Linked DNA regions of Mus musculus: all the other regions are linked to region 1. The links are chromatin contacts, called in public Hi-C and promoter capture Hi-C maps. All regions are on one chromosome and are shown on one strand. The core of a region is the stretch at or near the end of the contact, and the rest is flanking DNA. Distances in the headings are between cores, read along the strand shown. Region 1 holds the start of Chtop (chromatin target of PRMT1). Region 2 holds the start of Rfx5 (regulatory factor X, 5 (influences HLA class II expression)). Region 3 holds the start of Rps3a1 (ribosomal protein S3A1). Region 4 holds the start of Cgn (cingulin). Region 5 holds the start of Cdc42se1 (CDC42 small effector 1). Region 6 holds the start of S100a10 (S100 calcium binding protein A10 (calpactin)).

What was found. Promoter capture Hi-C pulls out the DNA fragments that hold promoters and counts their contacts. Hi-C and Micro-C count contacts between places; a contact is called where the count stands out from the background.
Region 2: a contact with region 1 is called in a Hi-C map of B cells, with 6 read pairs. The contact joins the promoter of Rfx5 here to the promoter of Chtop in region 1. A contact is called at or near these places in 6 of 39 promoter capture datasets (cranial neural crest, frontonasal cranial neural crest, liver and 3 more) and 1 of 484 Hi-C or Micro-C datasets (B cells).
Region 3: a promoter capture Hi-C map of pre-B cells shows a contact between it and region 1, with 5 times the contacts expected there. The contact joins the promoter of Rps3a1 here to the promoter of Chtop in region 1. A contact is called at or near these places in 2 of 39 promoter capture datasets (liver and pre-B cells).
Region 4: a promoter capture Hi-C map of pre-B cells shows a contact between it and region 1. The contact joins the promoter of Cgn here to the promoter of Chtop in region 1. A contact is called at or near these places in 3 of 39 promoter capture datasets (cranial neural crest, maxillary cranial neural crest and pre-B cells).
Region 5: a contact with region 1 is called in a Hi-C map of B cells, with 5 read pairs. The contact joins the promoter of Cdc42se1 here to the promoter of Chtop in region 1. A contact is called at or near these places in 1 of 39 promoter capture datasets (cranial neural crest) and 1 of 484 Hi-C or Micro-C datasets (B cells).
Region 6: a promoter capture Hi-C map of cranial neural crest shows a contact between it and region 1. The contact joins the promoter of S100a10 here to the promoter of Chtop in region 1. A contact is called at or near these places in 2 of 39 promoter capture datasets (cranial neural crest and embryonic stem cells).

Annotation. Positions count from the first base shown.
Region 1 is chr3:90,507,924-90,512,452 of GRCm38.p6, forward strand. It overlaps Chtop (chromatin target of PRMT1), which reads right to left and starts at 1,575. Exons shown (of 6, transcript NM_001293776.1): 1 at 1,268-1,575. It overlaps S100a1 (S100 calcium binding protein A1), which reads right to left. Exons shown (of 3, transcript NM_011309.3): 2 at 4,073-4,226; 3 at 3,111-3,441. The coding sequence starts at 4,213. The coding sequence ends at 3,298.
Region 2 is chr3:94,951,597-94,956,286 of GRCm38.p6, forward strand. Rfx5 (regulatory factor X, 5 (influences HLA class II expression)) reads left to right here and starts at 2,512. Exons shown (of 10, transcript NM_017395.3): 1 at 2,512-2,655; 2 at 3,419-3,550; 3 at 3,756-3,789; 4 at 4,150-4,232; 5 at 4,676-4,690. The coding sequence starts at 3,438.
Region 3 is chr3:86,140,583-86,145,267 of GRCm38.p6, forward strand. It overlaps Rps3a1 (ribosomal protein S3A1), which reads right to left and starts at 2,086. Exons shown (of 6, transcript NM_016959.4): 1 at 1,926-2,086; 2 at 1,116-1,219; 3 at 657-844. The coding sequence starts at 1,987. Snord73b (U73B small nuclear RNA) reads right to left here and starts at 105; the gene lies at 35-105.
Region 4 is chr3:94,784,314-94,788,566 of GRCm38.p6, forward strand. It overlaps Cgn (cingulin), which reads right to left and starts at 2,169. Exons shown (of 21, transcript NM_001037711.3): 1 at 2,063-2,169.
Region 5 is chr3:95,225,606-95,230,441 of GRCm38.p6, forward strand. Cdc42se1 (CDC42 small effector 1) reads left to right here and starts at 2,819. Exons shown (of 5, transcript NM_172395.3): 1 at 2,819-3,260. Mllt11 (myeloid/lymphoid or mixed-lineage leukemia; translocated to, 11) reads right to left here and starts at 3,072. Exons shown (of 2, transcript NM_019914.4): 1 at 2,479-3,072. Gm16740 (predicted gene, 16740) reads left to right here. Exons shown (of 4, transcript NR_108026.1): 4 at 918-1,053.
Region 6 is chr3:93,553,652-93,557,976 of GRCm38.p6, forward strand. S100a10 (S100 calcium binding protein A10 (calpactin)) reads left to right here and starts at 1,466. Exons shown (of 3, transcript NM_009112.2): 1 at 1,466-1,560.

The sequences.
Region 1 (4,529 bases), core at 325-2,824:
AAATTTCAAAGCTCCAGGATGGAGAACATCTGCCAAAGTCTCCAAAATAGCAGAATGAGATGTAGCCAAAGCCTAGGAGTTTGGCTTTCAATAGTTCTTCTCAGCCTGGACTGTATGTGACTTAGCTGAGGAATGTTTGAAAAAAAAAAAAAAAAGAAAAAGTCCCTCCCAAACTAAACTAAATTCTTGATGCCTGGATCCAGACCAATTAAAGTACAATCTGGCCATGAGGATGGGGTACAGCAACTGGGATTGGGGGTGCTACCCAGGTACATCTTACATGTCTATAGAAAGTTGAGGGTCATGGATCTAGAGAAATGGAGGAGCTGGGAATATAGCTCCTCAGTAGAGTGCTTGTTTAGCACTGATGAAGCCCTGGGAAGTTCAATTCCCAGCAGCAACAGGGGAGTGGTGTAACAGTCTGAGGCTGTAACGGGTTACATTGTCACACTGTGAGGACCGGACTCTCATACACCCAAAATAAAAAGAAAAGCCTAGTTTCAAAATCGATTCTCAACTCCAAATGCAGGTGGAGCTCTAGTTAGACATGGCAGGGGAAAGACAGAAGAGGTTTTCTAAATGGGTATTCAATCTGAGAGCTCTGTTAAGAGCACACCACAATATTTTAACTGTAGTGGCATATACTGGGGAGGGGCTGAGGCAAGGGGGTCACAAGCTCAAGGCGAGCCCGGGTGATTTGACAGACCCTGTTTCAAACTAAGATTATTATTATTTTTAAAGCTGGAGATGTTAACTCGGGGCGCTAGTTTAGCCAAAGTACGATTTTGGGTTCAACTTCGGTGCCGCAAAAAAAAAAAAAAAAAAAAAAAAAAGAATCAAAATCGAACACCCAGAGCCGCCGCTAATTCCTGTACTCCTCATTTGACCTCCACCTCGAAGCCTCTCAGGACTCCAACTTTGATCAGGCGACTATTTCCGTGGTTATCCCCATCAAACGCTATTCTGGGGCGAGGCTTTGGCTCCGATGGAGGACGCTTATCTAGGTAAGCAAGACACTGGATTTGAGGCCAAACCACTACGACCAGCACCACCAGCACCAGCACCTGCACCAGACACGCCAACCACAAGCAGCACCCGCACGGCTAGCGGCCCAGCTCGCTGGCCGCGGTTCCGGCTTAGCCTCCGCCTCCCGGCTCCGCCCCCTCCCCGGCCTCTGCGCACCTCAGCCCGGTCCACACCTGCCACCCACGCCACCGGGCCCCGGACCCCGCGCCCCTCCACCTCTGCCCTCTCCACAGAAACTCACCGAAGGAGATGGACGCCAGCGCTCCTCCCGGGGTTGCCACCACGGCTGCGGCGGGCGGCCCGGAGGCCGGCCTAACCTGAGCTGACGGCGGGCCGCTCGGGTTAACTAGCTGGGCGGTTGGCTTAGATGCTTAAACGGTAGGATGTGAGGCTTCCTCGTTGTGGGTTGAGTATCTAGCTGACCGATCCTCCCGCTCGTCAAGCCTGCCCTTTCCTGCCTTTCGTCTGGGCCCCCAGAGCCGGCGCCGCCAACTCCCGCTTGGTGTCCAAAACAAAATGGCCGCCGGGCCCACCAGTGCAGCGTGACCGGCTAAAATGGCGCCGACGGGCTTGCGTCAGTGCGCGCGCAACTAGGGGCGTGGCAACATGGTCCTTTGGCCTAGCGCAAGAATCGCAGCGAATCCCCACTGACTTTGGCAAAGATCCCTTAAGTTACGTGTAGTGCTCCGCCTTCGGGGGCGTGGCCAGTGGCCGTAATCGCTAAGTACCTCTAGACTACCTTCTGGACAAGTTTATGCCCCACTTTGGTGGGATTTTTGGCTTGCAAATAGCAGCTTAGATTGGCAACAGTGTTTGTATCCTTTTATTTCCCATTCCCAAGCTAAAGACAACTGTAAAAAGTCTTTATTAGGACCTTGAGACCTGGCTAATTTGCTCAGGCCCTCAAACCTATTTGTAGAGTTTCTGTTTCTTTTTGAGGCAGGCTTCCTTTGTGTAGACCAGACTGGCTTCGAACTCACAAAGATCCACCTCCTGACCCCCCCTAACCCCGCCCCTCCCAGTACTGGGATTTAAGACCCACACTGGACTCATCTACATCCTTTTATAGGGACTGCCTCTAGAAGATGTGGCTAGTTTTAGGGTGGGTCTTTTTACCTCAAGTAATCCAATAAAGCAAATCTGTATCCCCACTTATGTATCCCTAGTTCTTACATAATGTCTAGCAATGATGAGGCATCAATAAACACTGAATGAAGCTTGGGAAAAAGTTCTTCTAGTAGTTTTTTGGTTTTGTTTTCTGGTTTTGTTTTTTTGTTGTTGTTTTTTTTTTTTTTTTTTTTTCCGAGACAGGGTTTCTCTGTGTAGCCTTGGATGTCCTGGAACTCACTCTGTTGACCAGGCTGGCCTTGAACTCAGAAATCTGCCTGCCTCTGCCTCCCGAGTGCTGGGATTAAAGGCGTGTGTCACCACTGCCTCTGGTAGTTTTTTTGAGACAGAGTCTCTATAATGTAGTTCTGGCTGTTCTAGAATTCTCTATACAGACCAGGCTGGGCTTGGACTCACAGAGATCCTCCTGCCTTTTACGTCCCAGGTGCTGAGCTGGTGTTAACTATGGTACGTGCCACCATTTCTAGCTTTCTTCAGATTTTTTAAAAAAGATTTATTTATTTATTATATGTAAGTACACTGTAGATGTCTTCAGACACACTAGAAGAGGGCACCAGATCTCGTTACGGATGGTTGTGAGCCACCATGTGGTTGCTGGGATTTGAACTCCGGACCTTTGGAAGAGCAGTCAGGTACTCTTACCCACTCAGCCATCTCACCAGCCCCACATTTTTTGATGGCTTGTTTATTTCTGTTTCTGGCTATGTAGTATGGGCTGGCTTGGAACTCAAAATCTTCCTGCCTCATCCTTCAAGTCCTGGTATTACCAATTACTCATACAAATCCTTGAGAAGCCAATGACACTTGGATTCCAGCTAAAATTTTCGGACCCCTACATTTCTGGGTTTTGAGTGTTCCTTAAATAAGGAACTAATGTAAACTTGACAAGATAAGGTGTTGGGAGTGAGCACCCCTTACTTCACACATAGCCATGCCCAGAGGGTACAGACATTGATAGCTGGTGAGAGAGAAGGCTTTATTAAAACAAGTGGCAGATCTGGACTGCCACTCTTGTGCCCTTGGTGCACGTCGAGACTGGGCAAGGATGGGGACATAGGGAGGTACAGGTGGGGTGAGGAGCAAGCACGCTAAAGGGGAAATCTTGACAAGTGGGAGAGGAAGGGCACTGCTCACAGACTGTGCTCAACTGGTCTCCCAGAAGAAGTTGTTACAAGCCACTGTGAGAGCAGCCACCAGCACAACATACTCCTTGAAGTCCACTTCCCCATCTCCGTTTTCATCCAGTTCCTTCATTACCTTGTCCACAGCATCTGCATCCTTCTGGACCTGTAGAAGGGGATGGAAGTGTTTATCACTAAGTCAGAGCCACCATGGTGGTGGAGGAGGAGGTGGAAATGAGCAAGTGAGAGAATGATATTTAATTATGGGAGTCTTCTACAACCTTAAAGACTGGTGAGTTAAGAACTGGTGACCTGGGACTGGTGAGATGGCTCAGTGGGTAAGAGTACCCGACTGCTCTTCCAAAGGTCCGGAGTTCAAATCCCAGCAACCACATGGTGGCTCACAACCATCCGTAACAAGATCTGACGCCTTTTTCTGATGTGTCTAAAGACAGCTACAGTGTACTTACATGTAATAAATAAATAAATCTTAAAAAAAAAAAACCAAAAACTGGTGACCTATAGAACTAAGCAGAGTTAATAGTTACATCTGTTGTCATACATGATTGTCTACATTGTGACAAGCTGGGAACCTTACAGACTTTCTTTCATTTAATTAAAAATTCACACACAAAATCATTTTAGGGCACAGCGATGCCTTTAATCCTAGCACTCAGTGGGGGAGAGAAGCAGGTAGGTCTATTTGAGTTCAAGGCCAGCCTGATCTACATAGCAAGTTCCATGCCAGCTGGGGCTACATCCCCTTCCTCCACCCTGTACCTCAATCCTGTGCTTACATCCAGGAAGCCAGAAAGTTCAGTTTGTAGCAGGTCTTTCAGTTCTTTCTTGCTCAGCTTATATTTGTCCCCTTCCTTGCCCGAATGGGCATGGAACACATTGATGAGGGTCTCCATGGCACTCTCCAGCTCAGAGCCCATTTCAGCAGCACACCTACCCATTCCCACAAAGATGGAAGTGAATTATAAACCAGATTCAGGACATCTGTGGTCTGGGTAAGGGAAATCTTCAGCCCTGGCCCTGGATTCGCTCAAATAGCTGCGAGATGAACCTCATTGTACTTTATCTTTCATTCAGATTTTGCAGTGTAGGAGAAACCCTAGCACTAAATCTGGTCCAGCGTTTTGGGTCCCTCTATCATTTCCCCGTCAGAGGGAGTCAGGGATAGGCATGGAGATGAAGCAATAGGAACTGGACTGTCTTCAGAAGCCTGCAAAAGACATCTGCAGTGGCTGA
Region 2 (4,690 bases), core at 1,262-3,761, 4.4 Mb after region 1:
CAGCCTTGGCTGGAGTCAGCAGGAGGAACCAGGAGGAACACCAGAAGAAGTTCTTGCCTGTGCTTCTCAGGGAAGCAAAGATCATTGAAGATGCAAAACCCATAAGCATTGTACAGCTAGTTTGTACCAGCAAGCCAAGCTCCGTCTCCATTACTCTCTGGAGTCCTATTTATGCCCTCCAAACATCACGTGTCCTCCCCGTGCCTTGCCTCAGCACTTGCATCCAATCAGCCTGAGCCCTCGGAGTCCAGACAAATGGAGCTCAAATGCACAATGTAAGGCGGACCAATACATGCATGTTGTTAGCAAAGAATCCTTCACCATGCGTCCTTTCACGTGCTTGCTTTAGCAGAACACCTCTCTCTTTCTCTTGTGTCTGCTTCAGTGAAATGTTTCTTCACGAGTTTTTCTTAGTCTTCACCTGTGTCCACTTCAAGAAAACACTCCACGTGTTTGCCCCAGCAAAACACCATCCAACACAACTGACTTCCCAAAGAACCCTTACGTTTCCACTTCAAGCTCCAGCAGGAGCAGAGGCAGGAACCACAGAGGAGAGGTGCTTCCTGGCTTACTCCCCTACCCAACTTTGGGTCCCTTCCTTATACAGCCCAGGCCTGCCAACCTAGAGGTCCTGTGCCTCGTTCTGCGTGGTCAGGAGGCTGCCTCAGGTCTTGGTTGGGTACCCTCAAGCAGCACAGTATTAGCAAAGTGTGACTTTTAGCACAGGAAATGACTTCAACTCAGAGAGCAACCTTGAGCAGATTATCTCTAGGAAAAGACTGACTGGAGGGGGTCTGTCCAATGGCATCTTTCTTTACAGATTCCTTTAAAGAGAACTTGTTTGAACTCATTACCTCTTCCAAAGGAAAGATTCATGTCCACTTCTCACGGTAGGGGAAATGGGGGTCTCAGTCCGGGTGTGGGGACAGACCACGAGCACCTCCATCTTCCCCCCTCCTTTACAGAAGCACACCAGTCAGAACTGGAAATATGACTTGGGTGTCACATCTCTGCTGTGACAAGACTGTTGACCCGGGGACCACGAACACTTGAGAGAGGTACAAAAGCTTGCCCGTGCATTTTTCATCACGATTTCAACAAATCTTAACAAAGAGGGTTAAGCACCTGAAGGGAAAAGTTATCACAGTACTAAATTCTTTTTTCCTCTACTTGACCAAAATTCCAGTGTTCACCACCAAGCAGGGAACTCCAGGAGTGTGCCCCCTAGGAAGGAGATGAAGTACACCCAGGAAACGGAAACATGAATAGGCAAAGGTGGGCAAGGAGAAAATACAGAGGAGGACTAGAGGCTCAACAGACAGGCTTTATTCTAGAGCATACCTGCAGAGGGGGTGGGGCCAAGTGTCTAAAGTGGAAGGACCATACCATTTCCTTTTGTGTCAGCAGTTGCTATGGGTAGCGAGACAGACAGGGTCAGGCAACCAATAAACATCTCCTGTGGTTTACCCAGGTAGGAGGGGTAGGGTGAGGAGAAATCTGGAAAATGAGTTGGCATTAGCTTTGGCTTAACTAGAACGGAGGCACTTTATAAAATGGCGATACCACGGCTAACAACAGAGAAAAAAACATTTTCTCTTAATGTGGTACAGCTGCTAAGGATTTGCAGATTCTTTGTGGAATGAGGGGAAGCCTGCAATCCTAGAGGCTGTTGGCCACAGGGATGGGTAAGCAAAGAGGGAAGGACGAATGGTTCAACTTGTGTTATTTTATTTTATTAAAGTTACAGGACTTTATAACGAATTTCCATCAGTAGACATCATTTTCTAGCAAAAATTTAAAAATATCACCTACTGATTATTTCGGACAGCTCTGACAACCAAAGGCAACAATCAAACATGGTAGCTATCTGTGGCCATTCCATTTTGTAAAGCTCCCCAATTTTGTTTAAACAGAGTTCCTGAAACCTAAGAAATTTGGTTCTCACAACCAAAGTAACTTGCTTTTATAGATTCGTGCTTTCCACGTCCTTATCGACGCCCCAGTAATAGAGTTGTTTGGCTTTTTTTTAATCAAACCTTCTTACATTTTTAACTCATCTTATTCCCCAGCTACAACTAGCCAATCACTTTCCTACCCTGTAACTCCTGTCTGTGGTTCTTGGATCCTAGACGGCATCTACGTAAATCTTCCCAAGTAAAGCCCGCGGTCGATCCCTTATCCTCTTCTCGCTGATTTTACAACGCACAGGATCAGAAAGCAAAAGACCAGATGCTCCAGAAGCAGCCAAGCGCCCGGGCTTTCATCCTGCGGTCCCTTTAAGAACAGAACCCTTTCCGGGCCCGCAGACCTAACCGACCCCAGTTTTAACCGAAACCAACCTGGACTTCCCCCTCTTGACTCAAATAAGACTAACTTTGGATTTTCCCTCCCCTCTCGACCAATCATATTCTGTTACCAGGCAGACTTTCACTGCCTTCGTCTTGGAGGCAGCAACGGCCAATCACAGAGCAGGCCGTGCGTGTATCCAGGCAGATCGCGGCTGGCATAACCATTCAGAAAAAGGAAAAATAAAAGCAACGCACGAGCCCGCCGGCTGGGCACCGTGGGGCTGGGCAGGAGCTGAGGTAGCCACAGGGTAGTTTCTCTTTCTCTCTCACCTATCTAATGTCCGTGCTGGAAGGCGACGGTTCCGAGGTAGGAGGGGCAACAGCACTCCGGAGCTAGCAGGACCAGCTCCTTGCCCCTGCGCACGTGCCCGAATCTGGGACCCTGTTCCCCGCAGGGTTTCCTGCGCCCAGCCCCCTGAGTTCGGAGACCTAGCCCAGCACCTGGGGTTGGGGTGGAGGGGCCCGAGGGGAGTGGGGACGCTTCGGAGTGGGATGTCGTGGGATGACGTAGGGTCCGCGCCGCGGCGAGGGGGGCAGCGGGGGAAGCCGTGGCGAGACTCAGTAATGAGAACTTGGGCCCAGTTTTTTTCAAACCTGGAAAGGCCGAGTATGTTTGTATCCCTTCCGACCTTCCAGGCAAAATCAATGGCGAGGAGTCTATTAGAGGATCGGAGAACTTTGACTTGTCGTTATAGGTGTTGAGGGGGGGCGGCTGGAGGGGCTTGGGGGGGGGGGGGCTGGAGGTGTTGCAGCACTGGGAGAAATTGTAAGATTTCTTTTAACGTGGACTTCTCCACCCCTATCCCTTCCCATAACAGTTTTCCAGATTTGGGAGACTTCAAAAGGTGGGACATATAGAATGGAGATGTCAGAGATCTCTTTGGGTATACAAGGGCCTGATAAAGTAACAGAATAATTCTAATTTTAGAGAAGGCAAGTGGTGTGGAAAACCACTGGAGGAAGCTTTGCTTCTGTTTGTATTTCTGGGTAGAGACAGGAGGACTGCCTTGGGGTCTCTAGGAGAAAGGAAGCTTGGTAGTAGTTAAATCCTCAGCGATCTCCTCTCTCAGCTGTAGCCCTCATGCTGGGATGGCAGAAGATAAACCTGATGCTAAGAGCCCCAAGACTGGGGCAAGGCCCCAAGGTGGTGCTGACGCTGGAGAACCTACCACCCTCCTCCAAAGGCTCCGAGGTACCATTTCGTAAGTAATTGTCTCTGTCTCCAAACCCTGTTCCAGACCCAGCTGTAGATCCTTGTTGCCCTGCACTCCTTCCTCAGGCAAGTGTTTCAGAGCAGGCAGGCTGAGGTCTGTGGTCCGTAGCTGTTTGGTCCTTTTTCTGTCTCTAGCAGTCAGACAAAGGGATGGGGAAACCTTGTGACCTCCAGCTTTCTCTTCTTCTCCACAGCAAGGCCGTGCAGAACAAAGTAGAGGGAATTCTGGTAAGCATGCTGGGAAGGGACAATACAGGTGCCATCGCTGAAGGGTAAGGGTGATGTTGATGTGAGAGAATAAAGGTTCATGGGGGAGAGGCGGTGCTGTCCACGTGTGAGGATCATACTTTATCCTTCTGTGACCTATGTAGGAGATGAAATCAGACCCAGCCCCTTGCCCTTTCTCCCGTTCTCTCCATGACAAGCCCATAAGGTTGCCAGCACAGTGAGCACCCAACCTCAAGTCATTTCTTAGGTCCCCTTTCATTCTGACAACCTGACATCGAGTCAGCTGGTATGGTCGAGCTCAGAAGATCATTCACTGGACCCGTGGCTTCATTTCTCCACCTCTGTTCCCTTCTGCCTCAGCAAGAAGTACAGAAATTCTCGGACAACGACAAGCTGTACCTCTACCTTCAGCTCCCATCGGGGCCCAGCGTTGGCGAGAAGAGGTACTTTGGTGGTAGTGTTTATATGTCACAGGTTCTGATTTTGAGTCTCACTGTATTGAGTCAAAAAGTAGGAGATGAGGACGAGGAGGCTGGAGGGATGGCTCAGGGGTTAAGCACACTGGCTGCCCTTGGCAGAGGACCCGGGTTGTGTTCCCAGTACCCACATGGTGGCTCACAACCATCCATAACTCTCAGTTTCTGGAAATCCGACACCACTCTCTGACCTCCGTGTCGTGCACATGCACATATGCAGGCACAACACTCATAACAAATGAGAATCTTTTTAAAAAAGTTATAAAGAAGAAGTAGGAGATGCATAGCTCAGAACCTTTATCAAGAAGTGAGGCCTTTGGCTCGATTTATCAGGGAAAGGTGGATCTGGGACAAACTGATTCGATCTGGCACCATCAAAGCCATGCTTGCCCCTTTGGCTTGTCTTACAGCTCAGAGCCAAGTCT
Region 3 (4,685 bases), core at 836-3,335, 4.4 Mb before region 1:
GCCTATTATTTCCAAAATTACATAAAGTATAAGGGAATGTCAGCAATAAATGTTACGGTAATCAGTAGGCTTCATTTGGGACCGAAACATCTTGTCATCACTCATTCCCATATACAATGTCAATATCAGGATACATCTGAACAGCTTTCCCTTGAATCAGCCTTCTTTGCTGGTCACCATGCTAAGCCCATTTCCCTACATGTCATTTCATCTTCACAACCCCAGGGGCTGATGTTGAAGAAATTAAGCTATCAAAGCTTGTTACTACTTTCAAGGACAGAAGGGGACCGAATCTGACTCTAGCCACACTCCACTGTCAGACAACTGAGTCAGCTAGATAGAGCACCTTTTCTCTATCAACTCTAACGATGTTAACCCTAGAACAGTCCCCAAACTGGCAAAGCTGCCCAACTCACCTAATGTGGCCGTAACAAGCAATACCAAGTTAAAGGATGCAGCTCAATGTTAGGACTGATGTCCCAGCATGTGGAAAGCCCTGGATTCTACCTCCAGCACTCAAGAATTAACAGTGATACTCAAATGAAATGAAACCAACTTCTCCATTCCATGTTTTGATACTACCTACCAACCAACACACCCATGACACATCTGCACACCCACACCACAGCACTCACACTCGCAGCTTTTGGTCTCACCTGCCACTTCTTGACCATGGAGCACATTTTGTCCCGGGTAAGATCCATACCATGGAAGTTAGTCAGACAGTTTTTGCCCTGAACGTCCTCAGTGATTAGCTTGAATTTTCTAAACGCAACTTCATCATTCTGTAGATCAGCAAGGCTCACTTCAAACACACGACCCTTGAGGCCATCAGAGGCAATTTCTAAAAAAGAACCACAAACCCTGTTAACTTGTTAACCAAACCCACCTTCACACCAGTGGCTTACTGCCAACACCTAAACGTTCTCTTGGACAGCTGTACAAACACTTCATTGCTGCCACATCTGTACTAAGACCAAGCACTCCCAATGCCAGGCCCTCCAACCACTGGGCTGACATTTCAATCCAGCGCCCCATCAGAGTTGACCAAGGCGCCGGTTAATATGCACATGCCACAGCTTAGGAACAAAGCAAAAGGGGCCCACAGTACTCACTGGTTCCTTGAGTCCTCGTGACTAGTGTCTTCCCGATGTTCCTAATATTGAACATGGCTGGAGCTTTCACATCGTACCAGTCTTTCTTAGAAAATGGATCGACCCTGGATGGGAGAAAAATAACCTCAAGTTTCTCTGTAAATTGTAACAACACTCCCGACCACTTTTAAACGCTTCTTATCCTTCAGACTTCTGTTAACAGTTTCCCAGGCACGATCTTGCAATCGGCCTGCACTTAACACGACGGACGTCCTCCCCGTGGGGTGAACGTCTGCGAGGCCGGCTGGTCTGCCAGTGCACAAAGCAGTAAGTTCGAAGCCATGCCTTCCCCACTCCTCCATCACACAGGCAGTACTATATACACACTGCCCTGGAACCTCAGGGACCTGTGACAGTGACTGGTCCGCAACAGCACAAACTGCTGCTAAACAAGTGTCCCGGGTCTCCAGGTCGGTCCCACGAGAGCCCAGCACACAAGTTGACATGGGGTCCCGACATGGACAGCCAGAGTGACTGACGTAGAGCGGTGTTAAAAAGTGCCACGGACTTCCAGCAACCCAGGAGCCCACAGTTCGCGCGCGACACGCGAGCGACTGCTAGAGACGCAGGGCGGAGATCACACGCGGCGCGCGACACCCGGCCGGGTGGCGGAGAGGCGGCCGCCCGGGACGCACCCGCCAGCCGCGCAGCGCAGCACCGCCGCGCAATCCACCCCGCATCCTCACCATCCGCCCCACGCCGCACCCCAGAACCCGCCCACCAACTCCTGCGGAGCCCAACGGCCGGGGACCCGCGCGATCCGCCACTCACACTTTCTTCTTAGCTCCCTTCTTGCCACCTTTCGTCAGGCGCTTGTTCTTGCCGACCGCCATGGTGCCGACCGGAGAGCCAAAAGGGCGGAAGTACAACTCGCGCGAGAACTTAACGCGAGCCGGGCGGGGAGCGCCGTCTACGTGACCCTTGCTCTTTCGCCCTTCCGGCTTTAAGAATCTCGCGACACTAGCTGGCGGCTCGTTTCCCGCCGTGCTGCGACAGCGCCCTCGTGTGTCGGGAGGTCGCGCAGCGGGCCGCGGGCTGGCTAGGCTGTGCATGGGAGCCTGCAGATTGTCAGAGATGCTCAACCCACTTCAGGTTTCTTGTGGTTTCCGTTGCCCCGAGGGTGGGAACTCTCTGTTTCTAATTTTGAGAGTACGTTTCTTCCCTAGACCATGGGCTTTGAATCAGAGATAGCAAATCCATGTTCAAATGGTGATTCCAACAGTACTTAGCCTTCTGACCTCTTTAGCCATCAGTTCCCTCGGGTGTAAAACGGGAATATTCATGTGATCTATTTCAAAACATTAGTGTAATTCAATAAGCATGACTTCGGGCACGCTGTTCACGTGCTGACTACTCTTGGGCTTGGCTGTGTTGTGAACTTTCATGAAAAAAGAGGCTTAGCCGTGTGTGCAATCCCAGAGCTCTGGAGGCAGGAGGACAGCAAGTTGGAGGAGAGCCTGGAGTATATGGTGAGTACTAGCCTGAACTACCTAGCAAGACAGACTGGGAAGGGGAGAGGAGAGAATATATATATACACACACACACATATATACATATGTAACTCTTACACATTTGTAATCACATTTTTTTTTTGTATGACTATGTGTGTGGTCCTGTGCCTCACAGGTCTCTGTGTGGAGGTCAGAGACCTATTCTCAAGAGTTGGTTCTCTTCTTCCACTATGTGGGTATAAGGCTCAGGGAGAGGCTGCCATCCTGCGCACACTGGCCCGCAGCGCTGCCATACAATGTGCCCTGCCTCCTCACTGCCTGAGAGGTCTCTGCAGGTGCCTTTACCAGCTGAGCCATCTCGACAGCCCTGGGTTTTTGGTTGGTTGGTTTTGTTTTTTCTGGGATAGGAGGAGTGTTTGGGTTTTTAGTGGAGTGGGGACTAGAGTGGTGTCCTGGAAAAGCCTCAGCATGCCTGAGACAACGGATTCCATCTCTAGCACCCCAAAAAGGCACAGTCGTGATCAATTGTTGTACCTAACTGCCCACCAATTTTCTTAATGCAAACCACCCCTTCCCCACTTTTAAAAGTGATGTCTTTATTTTTATTTTATATGGTTTGCCTGCATGTTTGTCTGTGTGAAAGTCCCAGATCCCCTGGAACTGGAGTTACAGACAGTTGTGAGCTATCATGTGGGTCCTGGGAATTGAACCTGGGTCCTCTAGAAGAGCAGTCACTACTACTCTTAACCACTAAGCCATTTCTCTACCTCTATCTCCACCCCTCCACATCCCCAAACCCCCACCATAAAAAATGGCTTCCCCATTCTTATGTTAGTATTTTTCAAAACAAGATTCCTCCTGTGTTGTTCGGGCTGACCTCAAATTCACCTTCCTCAAGCCTCCGCCTCCTGGGTGCCGGCATTGCTGACATGCTCTGCCACATCTAGTTCAGAAGATCACAGCCTGGTGACATGTCACCAGCTACCTCAAGGGCAGAACTCTAACATCCTCTCTAGCCAAGGCCAAAAACAAAAAAAATGGTGACCAAATCAGAACCAACTCCCTCTTCACCAGGCTCCCAAGAAGTTTTTAAATGCTTTTTTTCCCCTTCAGATATAAAGATTGATTAGGGTTCAGAAACAAATTGAAAACTTTCTTTAACAAAATTGACTCTGATTTGAGAGGAGGGCTACCGTCATGTTACCCTATATTTGGGAAATGACAGAAATGCCTATTATAAAGATAACATGTACCCAGCTGTCTGAGGCTAAAACAAGAACAGCAAAACCTGTTTAGTTGAAAGGAACTTGTGGAGCCAGGGGTGATGGCACACCCCTGTAATCCTAGCATTCAGAAGGCCAAGACAAGAGTCTCTGAGGGTAGCCTGGGCTACACAGTGAGGCCTTTCTCTGAAGACCTAGGACTGGAAATGTTGCTCTGTGACAGTGTATATTGGTGTGACCAAGGTAACTTGGTTCATCGTCCTTGACCATAAAGAAATGTGTAAATGTGTGTGTGTGTGTGTGTGTGTGTGTGTGTGTGTGTGTGTGTGTTATAATATAAACACCCCAAGTAGTAGCTAGGAGTATTTGGTTACAACTGTTGCTATTATTGTTATTTTGAGATGGAGTTTCTGTATGTGGCTTCGCCTTCTCCCAGATCTTACAGGATCCTCCCACCTCAGGTTCCCAAGAAGCTAGAAGTCTCGTCATATTCTGGCTTCTAGCTGAATGTGAGGCTCTCCTCCATCCTCTCTGTCGTTTGCCTCTCTCTCTTTAGGATGTGTATGAGTCCAGTGTAATCAAGTTTCCCTTTCTGTCAACAGGTGCCTTTCTCTGCAGCTCATCCACCCTGTCCTATAAATGGATCTCTCACACCATTCCTGCTCCTCCATCGAGTCACCCCATTGAAGGGTACCAAACTTCGTAATGGGTCCTGTTTAACTTCTCAGAAGACATTGTCAGAATTCGATGGAACCCGAAGCCTCACTAATCATAGCATCAGTCAAGATGCTCATCAGCTGGACTTTTTCTCCAACAAGGAAGCATATGATGAAACTTTTCTCTGTTGATGAAGCCA
Region 4 (4,253 bases), core at 919-3,418, 4.3 Mb after region 1:
AGAAGGGAGGGCCGGGAAGGCTACGTTGGAACCTTGCAAAGCAGACCAGAGAGGTTCCCACCAAAGGCAGAGGAACAAGACCAAGAGTGGAAGCTCTGTCCTGCCTATATGCCAAGGCCGAGGCTCCTCTGGAGGAGGTGGCGGGAGGTGGGGAGGAGGAGACAGGAGTTACAGATGCACAAAGAACTTGGTGACAAGCCAGAGTGTGACAGGAACTTTGTCTCCCTCCACCACTCCCTCTCAAGTTCCCAAAGTGGCATTCCTGGTCTTCCACTTACCTCTGTCAGCTCCCAGGTCCTTGGTTCTCCCCTCCCTGGTACAAAGAGAAGCAGCTCTACCCCCCTCTTCTCCCACAAGGGTAAAGGCAGGCAAGCCAGCCTGAGAACCACAGGAAGCCAGAATCCTCTTAGAATCAGGCAAATCTCTGAATGGGCAGGCCCCAGAGCAAGACCCATACTCCCAAATACCCAGGATGAAAGGAACACGTAGGCAGCTTTGTCTACAAACATAGCGGTTGCTAATTATTTCCCAATTACAGCAACTGTCTTCAGACAGAGCATCAAAGGGGCCAAGCTAAGGTTGACTCTGCTTCACCGCTGCCTACGGCAAGGAAATTCACCTCAGAAGTTGTCTGGTGCCCAACGTATACCTCGTCTGTGGCCTGGGAATGTGGAGGTGTAAGTCCCCTAGTCTTTTGGTCTCCTAGGGAGTTCTGCCTATGTTTCTGCACCACTAGTAAGTACTCTAGTCTATCAAAGATCGTGAATCAAGGATGCCAACTAGGATTTCAGGGAATCAAGAGGATTCTGGGAAGGGTCAAGGAAATTAGCTGCACTTCCAGATCTCACCAGTGTCCCCCAATCTAGAACTAGAGAAAAAGAAGGAAATATAGGGCTGGAGAGATGGCTCAGCGGTTAAGACTGTTCTTCCAAAGGTCCTGAGTTCAAATCCCAGCAACCACATGGTGGCTCACAACCTTCTGTACAGCTACAGTATACTCATATACATAAAATAAATAAATAAATAAATCTTTTTAAAAAATATACAAAGAGACTACTTTGTAACAGAAAAAAAGAAGGAAATATGTATTTGCTGGAAGGAAAAATTTTTACATCAGCCTCAAGAAAGAAGACTATTTCTAGGTGGGTGTGGTGATATGAACCTGTAATCCAGGCACTGGGAGCGGAAGGCAGCCCACCAGTTCAAGGTCAGCCTCAGCTGTACAGCAAGTTCAAGTCCAGCATGGGCTATGGCAAATTCAAGGCCAGCATGGGCCATATGAAACCCAGTATCAATCCTCGTTTCACATCCCCGAGAAAGCAAACATTTTCAGCTAGTATGTGGGTCGAGGGATTTATGCTTCTCCATTCCCATTCCCCTCTCTTGTAGAATACACACAGTTCTTTCTAGAGGAAGAAGGAAAAAATTTCCCTGGCATGAAAGCAAAGAAAGAAACAGCCTTAAATAATCTCACACCTAGGAAAGAGATGGGTGCCCTCGTATTCTGACCTTAGTGTCTTACTGGCAACTGCTTTCACCTGTAGGCAAATGGTCAGGGAATGACCCCACACCTCAGCATTTCCAAAGCCAGAAGGAGAGTGTCAGAGACCAGTAAGGACTGACGGGGGCGGGGAGGGGGTAGTTACCCCCAAAACCAGCACATGCGGATATCACCACTTCAGTCTCTGAACCTCTGGCGGCACTTCCATTTGCTCCAATAGGATGAACCCTCCCCCGCCCCCATGCTGGTCTCCAAGAGAAATTCTGCCCCAAGGGCTGGCGCCTGACCTCCAGAGATTGTAGCGCTGAAATGCATGCATGCCCTGGGAATAACCTAACCCTCAGGTGCCTCACACCTGGCACCTTCCCAGCCACTCGCTTCTGACACCGTGGAGTAGGGGTTAGCTCTTAGCTCTGCCACCGCACTCTGACCGCCCTTCCTGCTAAACTCAGCACCTGTGCCCAGGAGGAGGGCATTTGATGCCTCTACTCCGGCCCTCGAGCATACTCCTGAGGACCCACTCGCATCGCAGGTGTCCTCGCTCCAGACAGATTCACTCACCCCGGTCCAGATCAGTGCTCCCGGATTCACACACCCCGCAGGGGATCGCGCTCCGACCAGCCGAGCTACACGCGCTGCTGCAGCCCAGCCCCTCCGAGCTCTGAGCTCCCTCCTTTCCCCCGCCCACCAACCTGTTACTCCCCAGGAGCTCCGCCCCATTGGCCGTCACCTCCCGCCCCGCCTCACCCCTTCTTCTATTGGTCAGTTTCCCGCAAGGGGCGGAGCAGACACCGCGGGAACCCAGAACCGGGGTCCCCAGCCCGGTGGACGGGAGGGGCGGTGGGGTCACGTGGACTGGTGGGGCGAGGGCGGGGCACCGGGGGACCTAAGAGGCCATTTTGGGGGCGTCGGGGCTCTGCGGACCCGCGTAGCTTAGCGCCAGAGCATCCCCTGGGTTCTGTGGGAAGTGCCTTCCTCGTGCTCTTCTCAAAGCAAATCTCGGTTCACAGCCCTTTCTGCCCTTCATCTGCCTCCGCATAAGCCAGAATACAGTTCTGTCGCTTTCCGCAGAAAATTTCTTCGTAGTCTCCCGATGTCAGCGCGTTCTGCATCTCTGCTCGCCTGCCTTATCGGCAATCCGAACCAAAATCTCAGTCGTGGATTCTCATCCTCGGGCTCCTGGCCTCCATAATCATTTTGCACCCTTTTTCTTTGGAAGATGTAATCACCCAATTTACATCACCCTAAAAATCATTTTCATTTTATCTCCCTATGAAAATCTCGGCCAGAGCCGAGATCTTCATTTTCTTTTGTTTTGTACGCTTCATCTCAAACGCCTATAACAGAGGTCAGCACATAGTTGGCTCTTAATAAAATGTGTAGAATGAATGACTTGGGAACCGAGTGCTGTAAATTTACACGCATCAGAATAAGCTTTATAAGCAGAAAGGAGCTCAACTACAGATTGTAAATCCATCTTTTCTGAAAGCCTGTCAAGTAGGGCTTTTGGTCCCACTACACCGAAAAGACTCTGGGGTGCTTTGCGTGCAGACTGAGGCAGGTAACATTAAAGCTGGCTCCTAGTGTCAATCGCTGAGGTATGTTAAAAGAAGATTGGCTTAGCTTACCTTGCTGGCCTCTGAATAGTTCTCTCCTTTATTTGTTCAGTAAATATTTATTGTAATATATTTAGATTTGAAGAGGAATCTTCCCTACAGCCAGCATTTCTGTGGCGTTAGCTGGAGATCATTCCCTTCCCCTCCCCCAGCCTTCAGATGCTGGGCGTGGACCCTGGAGGGGAAAGTCCACCTACCTGTTCTGTAGCTGGGTTGCTAGGTCTCCGCATTCCATGAGAAGCCTTCTATGAGGGATACAGCCCTTAAGGAGGAACAAGGAGGGAGGGAGAGAGAGGGAGAGAGAGGGGGAGAGAGAGCGAGAGAGAGAGAGAGAGAGAGAGAGAGAGAGAGAGAGAGAGAGAGAGAGAGAGAGAGGAAATATGTGCGGTTTGGGCGACCTATTGCAGAGGTGGTGTCCCTTCTGGGTCAGGTTACTTTTACACCAAAGAGTGGTCTGGAAAAGAGATCTTAAAAATAAACAACTAAACAATCAAACGGACAGACTGATGAATTGGCCCCAATACTAGTAAAGTGAAGGTAATTGAATTCTCCTGGGTACCCCTTAGACTGTATTTAGTGTATTTATAGAAGATAGAAATAGAGTAGTTATCCAACATTAAAGCACGGGTGGGGAGAAATGGGAGCCTGAGTCATCCACCATCAACTTTTCTTCCTTGGGGGATGAACTCAGAGAGCTTTAAGCTCAGATGAAGAAGAGGGGGGAAGCTTCCCCTCCCCCCCCCCCAGATTTCAAAAGAAAATCTATCCTGGTGCACACCTTTGATCTAGCAGAGAGTTTGGGGCTAGCCTGGTCTTCAAATCAAATTCCAAGCCAACCAGAGCTACACCATGGGGGAAGGTGTCATGGAGAGACACTAAAAGACCCAACCCCCCACCCCACCCCTTTTCTGAAAGAGTAGTTGTGAAAGAAGAGGGTGTTGAAGAAATTGAGTCAGATAACTTTAGACACCTGATTGCTGGACCTGCCACAGAGAAATGTGATTGATTCTCTTCGAGGCTGAAAATAATCTCAAAAAACGTGGAGCTGTTGAAATGATCTGTAGCTGGGGGTGAGGAGGGGTATGATAGAGGCCAGTGGAAAGTCACAAATGATTTGCTTAGTAGAAGATTTCTTT
Region 5 (4,836 bases), core at 1,569-4,068, 4.7 Mb after region 1:
CGGGAAATGAGGATGCACTTGGCATATATTAAAAAAAAATCTGTTTGTGTATTATGTCTTTGAGAGAGCTGTGGTGTCCATGGCTGAGCCTCTGCAGAGGTGAGAGGACAGTCCCAGGCATCAGTCTTTGATGCCTTGTTTGACCTTGTAAACTAGGCAAGCTGAGCTGTGAGCTTTCAGGGAGTCTCTTCAGCCTTCCATCTTGCTGAAGCACTGGGATTCCAGCCACACTCCTGGAGTGGATGTAGCCACACTCCCATGCTCAGCTTTATGTGTGATCTGGGAGTCCAAACTCGGGTCCTCAGCCTTGAGCAGTACTGAGCCATCTCCCCAGCCCCAGCCTGGTACCCTCAGCAATCCTGTCTTAGCTTCCTAGCAGCTGGGATTATAGACATGTACCACCACGCCCCAGGAAGAATTTTGAGGCTGGTACAGTGGCACACTCCTTTAATTCCAGCACTTGGGAAGCAGAGGCAGGCAGAGGCAGATCTCTGAGTTCCAAGCCAACCAGAGTCACACAGTGAGAGCCTGATTAAAAAAATACATCCGATGTGGTTTTATCTTTGTTTCTCCAACAAGGTCTTGATGTATAGCCTAAGTGCTGTTTTATCTGCCTCTTAGTCCTGGAATCACAGGCATGTACCATAATGTCCAGCTAAGAATTTAGTTCTCAGGCTGGAGAGATGGTCAGCAGTCAGGAGCACTGACTGCTCTTCCAGAGGTCCTGAGTTCAAATCCCAGCTACCACATGGTGGCTCACAACCATCTGTAATGGGATCTGATGCCCTCATCTGGTGTGTCTGAAGACAGCTACAGTGTACTCCCATACATAAAATAAATAATTTAGGAATTTAGTTCTCAAAAAAAGTATTTTCTTATATTCTGTTTACTACTTTTTGTGGTTCTAATCTGAATAGCAGGAGAGCCTTATATGGTGGTGGGATTCCTGTGACCCCAGCATCTGGCAAGTGGCAGCAGGAAGATGAAGAATTTGATGTCAGCCTGGCTACAAGAGACCCTGTCTCAAAAAATAAAGTGAGCAGAGACTAAGCTAGGATTTGAGTTATTGTTGATAAACTGACTTCCTAACAACTGTAACCTAAAAAAAGTTGCCTAAATAATTTATCAGGGATGGACAGAACTATCATCCAATGTAAAAAGCTAGTCCAGTGTGGCAGAGCACAGCTGTAGTCCCAGCACTCAGGCTGAAGCAGGACGACTGTGGGTTCAAAGCCCCCCAAAACCAAACCAAGACCATGAACGAATATAAAACAAAAACAATTTAAAAGAAAATGTGTGAGATATTAAAAGGCTGAAAATCTCTAGCTATACCATTGACCTATCGACATGTACAGAGAGACTCAAATTTGTCCCAGAAAACAGACATAAAGGCATATGTGGCATTAAAATAAAAAAGACCGGCTGCTCTTCAGCTATCGTCCCCTTTCTTTCCCTAAATGCTCTTCACCCATCATTTTATCTATTTTTGCTTATCCTAAGGGCTCTGGATGGTGAAAATTGACATATTTGCTCAGTAAATGCCACCCAGTTATTTTATGCAGAGTAACTTCTAAATTTTCATTGTCTATTCTTAGAGATAAAATGATTAGTAGATACACACATTTAAAAGATACACTTTCTTTAAACTACCTGGACACACCCAAATACCCTTTGTCCAGATCCCCCCAAGAGCATTCAAGGCCTAATCCACAGGGCCTTGCTGTGTCATGCTGCCACCATGCAGTCTAAGGAGGGATGGTGGTGGATGAAAATGGAGGCTTCCTGGTATTTCTCATGTTGCTCTAGGATTTTCCTATTAGCCACAATCCTCCCCTTTTTCTAGGAGGAGCTGCAAAGACAAATCTGCTGTCATAAGTAGTTCCTGTGAGCTACACTGATTGCAGCATGCCATCGGGCAATCCCACAATGGCTCCCACCTGTCCCACCTAAAGCCTCTTTGGAGCAAAAATCTGAGATAGGGAGGAGATTGTTAAAGGTTCCAATCACTCTCAATAGCATCTCATGTTTAAAAAAAAAAAAAAGTACCCTACTCCCCAAACCTCCCTACAAGAGACAGAAAATCGAGGGGGATAGAAATACAAGGGAGTAGAGGCTACAATAATTACAGTAGGAATAAAGATTCACCAAATAACTGGTAGCAGAAATTATAGCTTGAAAAGGAAGATATAGATAACTAGACACTAGACAGAAGCCATTAGATGCACAGGGCAAAAATTATAGGAAAATGAATACATGAAATGAAGAGCTAAATGCCGAGAGATGATTACAGGTAAAGTGCTAGAAATGAATGCCTAGGTCCATGGTAAGGCATGGATGGAGATCTTAACAGATAAAAAATCTGGTAACGAATAGTAACCCATTGTTCATAGCGCCCCCTTCTCTCCTCTTAAACTGCCCCCCACCTCGGTCTCACACGGGGTCTTTCAAGCTTAAGAAGCGGTCCCTCGTCTTGGTTACCTGTTAGCAATGAATGACTAGGGTGTTCCGAAGACGGAAGGGATGCCTCAGGGGCTCGGGGGTCGGCTCTGGACTGGAGAGGAGGAGGCTGCTGAAGGAAGCTGTCGCGGATGTGACGGCTTTGTCTCCTCACGCCTTCTCCCTCGTCTGTGACAGAATCTGCCGCTGGGTCTCCCCTGCAATGCAGCCCCTCCTAGCAAGGGCGGAAGCACTCCCCGCCCCCTCTCTGCCTGACTCGGCTAATTCGAGGGATAGGTTCCGGAACACGCTATCCACCGTAGAGCCTCTCCGTCGGCTCGCACCGCACCCCCACCTCTCCAAGTACCCTCGTGCTGACTGGAGCGCATGGCTGAGCAGTTAATTGTCCTCTAACTTAGATGTATGGGTTAAAAAGTCTTCCGGTTAAACAACAGAATGGCCCTCCTTTCCCACTGTAAGGACTAAAGGGGACTTTGGGAGACTCAGAAAGGGCCCCAGCGCATCGTCCTCTCAGCGCCTGCAGCAGGTGGACAGACTAGCACAGACAGTTGGGGTGCCGCGGTTGTCCCCGAGCGCGGTGCTTGCCGCTGTCCCCGCGGGCCACGCCGTGCGCCCCGAAGCTGGGCGGAGCGCTGCGCTCCGCTCTCAGCCCCTGGGTTTCGTAATCGCGTCGCCGGCGTTTCCGCCCTCCGCCAGCCCCACCTCTGCCGGCCCGCCCTCAACTCCCCGCCGTGCCGAGAAGCAGCCAGGGGACCCGGAGTGGCGGAGCCCCCGCCCGCAGTGGGGACGCCGGGGAGCCGCAGGTAAGAGCGCCGGGCGAGCCGGGCTGCGCGCGGGCGGCGGGGAGGGGAGGGCAGGGCAGCGGGGAGGTCGCGATCACAGTACACGCGCGGGCGGCGCAAGCCACGGAGAGGCAGGGAAGCGGCGACTGCAGCGTGGGGCCGGGTGGAAGGTGCGAAGCGACAGGGGCTCCTCGCCGGCCCTCTAACCTGAGAGATCTGCTGTGCTAGAGAATCCGAAGTGGTGCTGGGCCCCGGAAGGTCTAAGCCAGAGTGAAGCAGCCACGGAGAACATTGACAGAGCCAGTACAATTCATCGAAGTTCCCATCCTGGGTCGCAGTGGGTGGGGGACGGAGCTGGAGTCTGACGGAGAATATTGGGGGAGGGGAAGAAATTAGGATCTCCTTCTGTTAACTTTTAAGTATCCCCAGCCCTTCCCTGGGGTTAGGGCAGGGTTGGTGCTCGGACAAATATCTGTAACTTGTTTGAAAATGGGGCCCATTCCTCTCTTGGGAGTCCCTCAGCAGCCCGCTATGTTTGGAGGGTCTCCACACAGGGACCAGCTGCATCCCCGGGCTTATAGCCAGAATTTGCCCACACGATTCTCAAGTCTCTTTCTCTCCAGCTGCTTCTTGCTTCTTGTGAAGGCTTGTCAGACAGCGGGTTGGAGAGGGAGGCCTTGGGGCCGGAGGCAGCGGGACCGGGAGAACCGGTTTGGGGCTACCACAGGCTCGGGGAACTACCTGTGTACATCCTTCCTCCCCACCTCTCTCCTGCTCGCCCCTCTACAGCTCTGAAGTGTGTAAGGCCCACCGGGACGATGACGGTGGTTTAGGGTTTGTCATTTCAAGTTCTGGGTTTCTGGTGGAAGTGAGAGGGGCCCTCCTGTCAAGGATGTGGCTTTCTGCGCTTTTGTCCCTGATCCCTCCTGGCTTCCTTTTTACTGTGGGGATGAAGTAGTGGGCCATGGATTCAGCATCCCACCCTCCCCAGCTAGCCAGCTCAGGCTTTATTTGTTCCCAGCCCATTCGTTGGCTGCTTTGAAGAGGAGTGACAGCCAAAGCTTAGTACTTCCTTTTCTGGCTTTGTTCCTCCTCCCCCCCCCCCCACCCCACCCCACCCCACCCCCAACTCCCGCACTACCACAGTGACCCTGGCTGGTCTTCACACTCTGACACGGGCCTCCAAGTTTCAGAGACCCTAATGTCCTAAGGGAATGGAATTTCCTGGTCACTTCTCATCATCATTGGTGGTTTCACGCCAAGTCCCACACACACTTTCCCTCCACCCAGCTTGGTCAGGTCCCTGGAAGAGAAACAGAACTGTCCTTGTTCCCTCCTCGGCCCCCTTTCCTCTCCCTCCTCCTTCCCGCTTCCAGCATCGGCCACCCCTGACCACGCCGCCGGCTCGGCTCGCTTGGGGCAGGGTGGAGGACGTTGGTAGAGCCCTGCCTCAGTCTGGACTATCTGGTAGTGTTAGGGGTTTCCTCTGATTCTTTATTGTTTTCTCCATTTCCCCCAAGCCTTACCACCTGCCACCATCTTGATGAGCCTTGTGACTGACTTTCCCACTGACCAAGCCTCCCCTCTCAGGGCAGCT
Region 6 (4,325 bases), core at 216-2,715, 3.0 Mb after region 1:
TACCTGCCCAAAAGGTTATAATAGATTTTCAGATTAAAGAATCACAATGATTAATTGTTGAGTTCTTATCAAATGTTGCTTCCTCTGTGAATCAGACTGTTGCCCCACTATGGGGCCTTAGAAGCCCCTGTCCAACATTCTTGTACTGCTCATCAACCATAGGGAATTGTTTACAATATCTTCAGAAACCTCGGCGCTCTTTGAAAGAAGAAACTGATTCCCCATCTCTGAATCAACAGGCTCTAGCACAAACTAAACATTCTAAGGCTCATGCCCCAGAAAACCAGTGAGTAGGAGTATTCTAAATTCGATCACATTTTCCCTGAGATTTCCTCCACAGCTGCGACGACCTGGGGAGGCCTGTGGGAAGATTTGGAAGGAAAAACTGCTTTTGAAGAGCCAGAACTGAGGTTTCAGAGACCCTGGAGAAAACAGAGCTGATCCAAGTTGGATTTTCCTGACCTCTGCCGAGACTGTCACGTGGTGGCGCATAGAGAATTCCCTAATTCTGTTTATCCCTTTGGAATCTCTCATCCTTTCTAGGACTTCCCCTGGGAACAGGGGAAACCCCAGTGCTAGGGACTGGGCTGTGTCACCAATAACTGCATTTAATCCCAAACCACAAATAATGTTAAGTATCAGGGAAGGGTGTGGTTGTCAGTTAGGATACACTTCAGTCGTCTCTAAATATCTTCCAGAAGTTTCTTCCAAAGAGCTTTTTAGAGCCAAGTAGAGTCAAGAAGGGGGCTCCGAAACAGATCTTAGTAATATTGGCCACAGCTGAAACTATCGACCAAGCAAAATCACAAACTGTACCAGGAAAGGTGAACCCTGTAACAAAGAAGCTCCTGAAGCTGACAAGCACTAGGACACGCCCTGATCCTCACCACTCAGTGGTGGCAAGGCTAGGCTGAAGCCCAGGGGCCTTGCTTCTGCACTCAACACAGGCGACCCCAAGACCAGGTCCTAGAGCAAGCTAGGTGTAGAAGCGTTCCTCCTGCTTATCTAGGAAATTATTCCTAACCCTGCAGGTTCTCGCAGAGGCTCTTGGCTCTGGTTCTGGCCATTGTGCCTCCCGAGACGGCTGGATTCTTATTTCTACACTCACCCACTTTCTAAAATCAAACCTGAGAGGAAGGGCACGGCCCTGGATGAGAATGCCCTGAAATACTAAGAGCATTCTTCCGCAGGGACGTTTACAATAGGGCTGTCCCTGGGGACGGGCAAAGTTAGTCTGTTGGCAGAGTGGGAAGGGTGTGTGTGTGCGTGTGTGTTGCCTTGTGTTTTGGAGAGAGAAGGAGAGAGAGAGAGAGAGAGAGAGAGAGAGAGAGAGAGAGAGAGAGAGAGAGAGAGAGAGAGAGAGAGCGCTGGTGGGGCGGGGTGGGGGGCAGGAAGGGAGGGATGGGTGGGGAGGGCAGATGCCTGCCCTCCAGGCTCCTCCCGCTCCGGGGCGCCTCCGCCCTCTGTACCCGCCTCGCGTACAAAGACGCGCGGTCTTCGGCACTAGCCTCATCGTGGTGTGCCCAGCTCTTCCAAGGACTGCTGCGCTTCGGGGCCCAGGTGAGTCCCGCACCTAATATCTGCCCTCTGGGAACCCCACACCCGCTTGCTTCGGCCTCCAGCCAGGCTTCGCGAGGAGCCGCGCCCCGCGAGCCTGGGTGGGGCCACCCCTCCAGCTCGCACACTGCTTCGGATGCCCCCAGACTCGCTGGGGCGGAGGCCAGTCTTGTCTGGAGCTACCCCATCCTGGCGTTGGAGCCGCTGTTCTGTTCTCCTTTTCGGCATGTGGTTCTTCATTCTCATCTTTTCTACTTTGCAACTAGTCTTAGAGTTAACTGGAGTTTAGCAGAACCTGCTTGCGCTCTGTCCTAGTTGGCAGTTCCATGAAGCTTCAGGCTACAGGCAGAGCTCAGGCTGTTTGAGCCGCTTTGGCCAGGGAGGACTGGAGGCTTGGCAGCTGGAGGATTCCCTTTCTGAAGGACCCTGCTCTGCTTGTTGCCTTAGCCTCAGTGCAAATTCCAGGTTGCTTCGGAAGGATCTTTAAAGTAGGACTTTCTGTCTCTCTACCAAGTGTTCCTCTAGCTACTCGGATTAAATAAAGGGAACCAGAGAGAGATGGAACGAGAGAGCAGGCTTGGTGAAGAATCTTCAGTCTGGGATTAATTTTCATGTGGTGCAGTGAGAGGGACGTACCTGCTTCACGGCCTGAGCTTGGCAACAGGAATGACTGACCTCTTTCCTAGCCCTGCCTGGGAGGACTCTGGAGAAATTGCTGAGTGGGTGGCAAGCAAAACAGAAATGTGACAGACCAGCAGAGCCCGGATCCACATTCTGAAATCCACAGGACCCACCTCCCTCATTTTCCTACCCCCACCCCCCACCCCAGGAAAGCCAGACACATTCTGCAGGGTGGGGCTAGCACAAAGGGTTCCTGGATTCTCCTAGTGATCTGTGGCCTGTGACTCAGCTGTGAGACCTTGGGTGTGGCCTAGCTGGTTGCTGATTCTCTGTGGATGGTTTGAACAGATCGCTCCCTGAAGGAAAAGAGGAACTGTGCCATCTTCCAGGGCATTTTCCAAGAGGAAATGAGTCACAACTAACTGGCCACCAACCTGCAGGAGGGGTTTCTTGTCTGAGCTGCCTGGAAGGGCAGTAATTAGACTGGCAGAACCATTCCAAGTCTGTCTCTCTCCCCCCCGCCCCCCCCATTCCCCAAGCTTCAGTTTCAGCTTCCAGGAGTGGATTTTTGCATGTTATACTTCAAATTAGGTAGAAACTCTCTGTCAGAGAGCTTGCCTTCGGTGTGTTTCAGCAAATTGCAAACGATAATGCCCGACGTTGGAGCAGGAAGGAGGAGTTCATATAACTCCCTGAAATTTCATTTACCTTAGTCCTCCTCCCATTGCCTATGCACTGTCACTGACAGTCTAAGAGTAGTGTTGTTTGTTTGTTTGTTTGTTTGTTTGTTTGTTTTTGGTCTGCTTGGCATAGAGCAGTTATTTGGGTTCCCCTAATTTCTGAGTGATGCTGTTCCCTGGCTTTTCCTAAATACAACATCAAATGGGCCGTTGTCCTCTTATGCCTGGCCTCTGGCCAGCCTCTGAGCAGTCACCCCAATGTGGTCAGGCCCTGGGCTGGGTGGGGCTGAGGCTGGATACCTCCCTGCTTTCTACTGACAGGAGAGAGAGAGAGAGAGAGAGAGAGAGAGAGAGAGAGAGAGAGTGTGTCATGGAGTCATGTCTCCCCACCTCCCAGCAAATACATAAGTATTTGATATGCCTTGGACACATTCCATTCATTTAAGCCTAGCTAAGAGAACAATAGGATTCTTTCAGAATTATGAAATAAATTAATGCTCACAGTGCTGGGGAAAGATGGGCTCTCAGGATTCACAACTTAGGAATCACACCTCAAAAGCAAAGGGAGTAACAGGCTTGGCAGTGTGAGGGTCTAGCTCTTCAGGACCACCACCCCTGGAGGGAGGCAGGGAGGGACTGATTGACTTTTAAAGACAACTTTCAACCCTTCAACTAAATAATTCTCACTTGTCCATGTAGCTGATGTTGTTGGTTGGGTTGCTGACTCATGACAACCCCTCATGGAAAAATGGATGCTCTTGGTTGAGCTAGAGTTCTTTCTTCCTATTGAATTGCATCTGGAGCTTCCTTTAGCAGACCATGTCTGTAGTATGCAAGTTTTAGTTGGTGAGAAAGTCTGAGCTAAAATCCATTGTTTTCATTTCATTCCTACCCCAAATATACTGTAAGGGTCAGATTCAAAAATGTCCTCTGGATTCAATTAAAAAAAAAAAAAAAGGATTGGTCTTCAAATTCTCCTAAACAAAAGAACAGAAACTCTACAAACGTTTTAAAATAATGGATGTTTGTGTTCACTGACACCCTAATTAATTCTGGGTGGCTTCAAGAAAATTAAGATATGGAAAAAATACAGATGAACAAAGTAAATCAGGCCTCCAGCTTCTGAGATTTGTAGCCTAGACCTGGGCATAGGTCCAGAACAGACATTTGGGATTGCTTAGGAAGAGGGATTCCCACCCTACGCCCCTCTCTTAAAGACCGACAGAAAATAAGAACATTGTTGGAATTGAACACCATAGGAAATGTGTGCAAAGTAGGTGTTTGCTGTAAAGGAAACAAAAACAGGAATTGTTTCCTTCAGAGGAAGAGACAGTTAAGACAGGTTGCTCAGGCTAACGTGAAGGGTGTAGGCGGACATCAGAATAAAAACGGTTCAGTAAAAGGTGAGTGGGTAAGGCCTGGGTCTTTCCTGCAGAGCTGGCCAAGCAGTGGCTGGTGTGATGAATG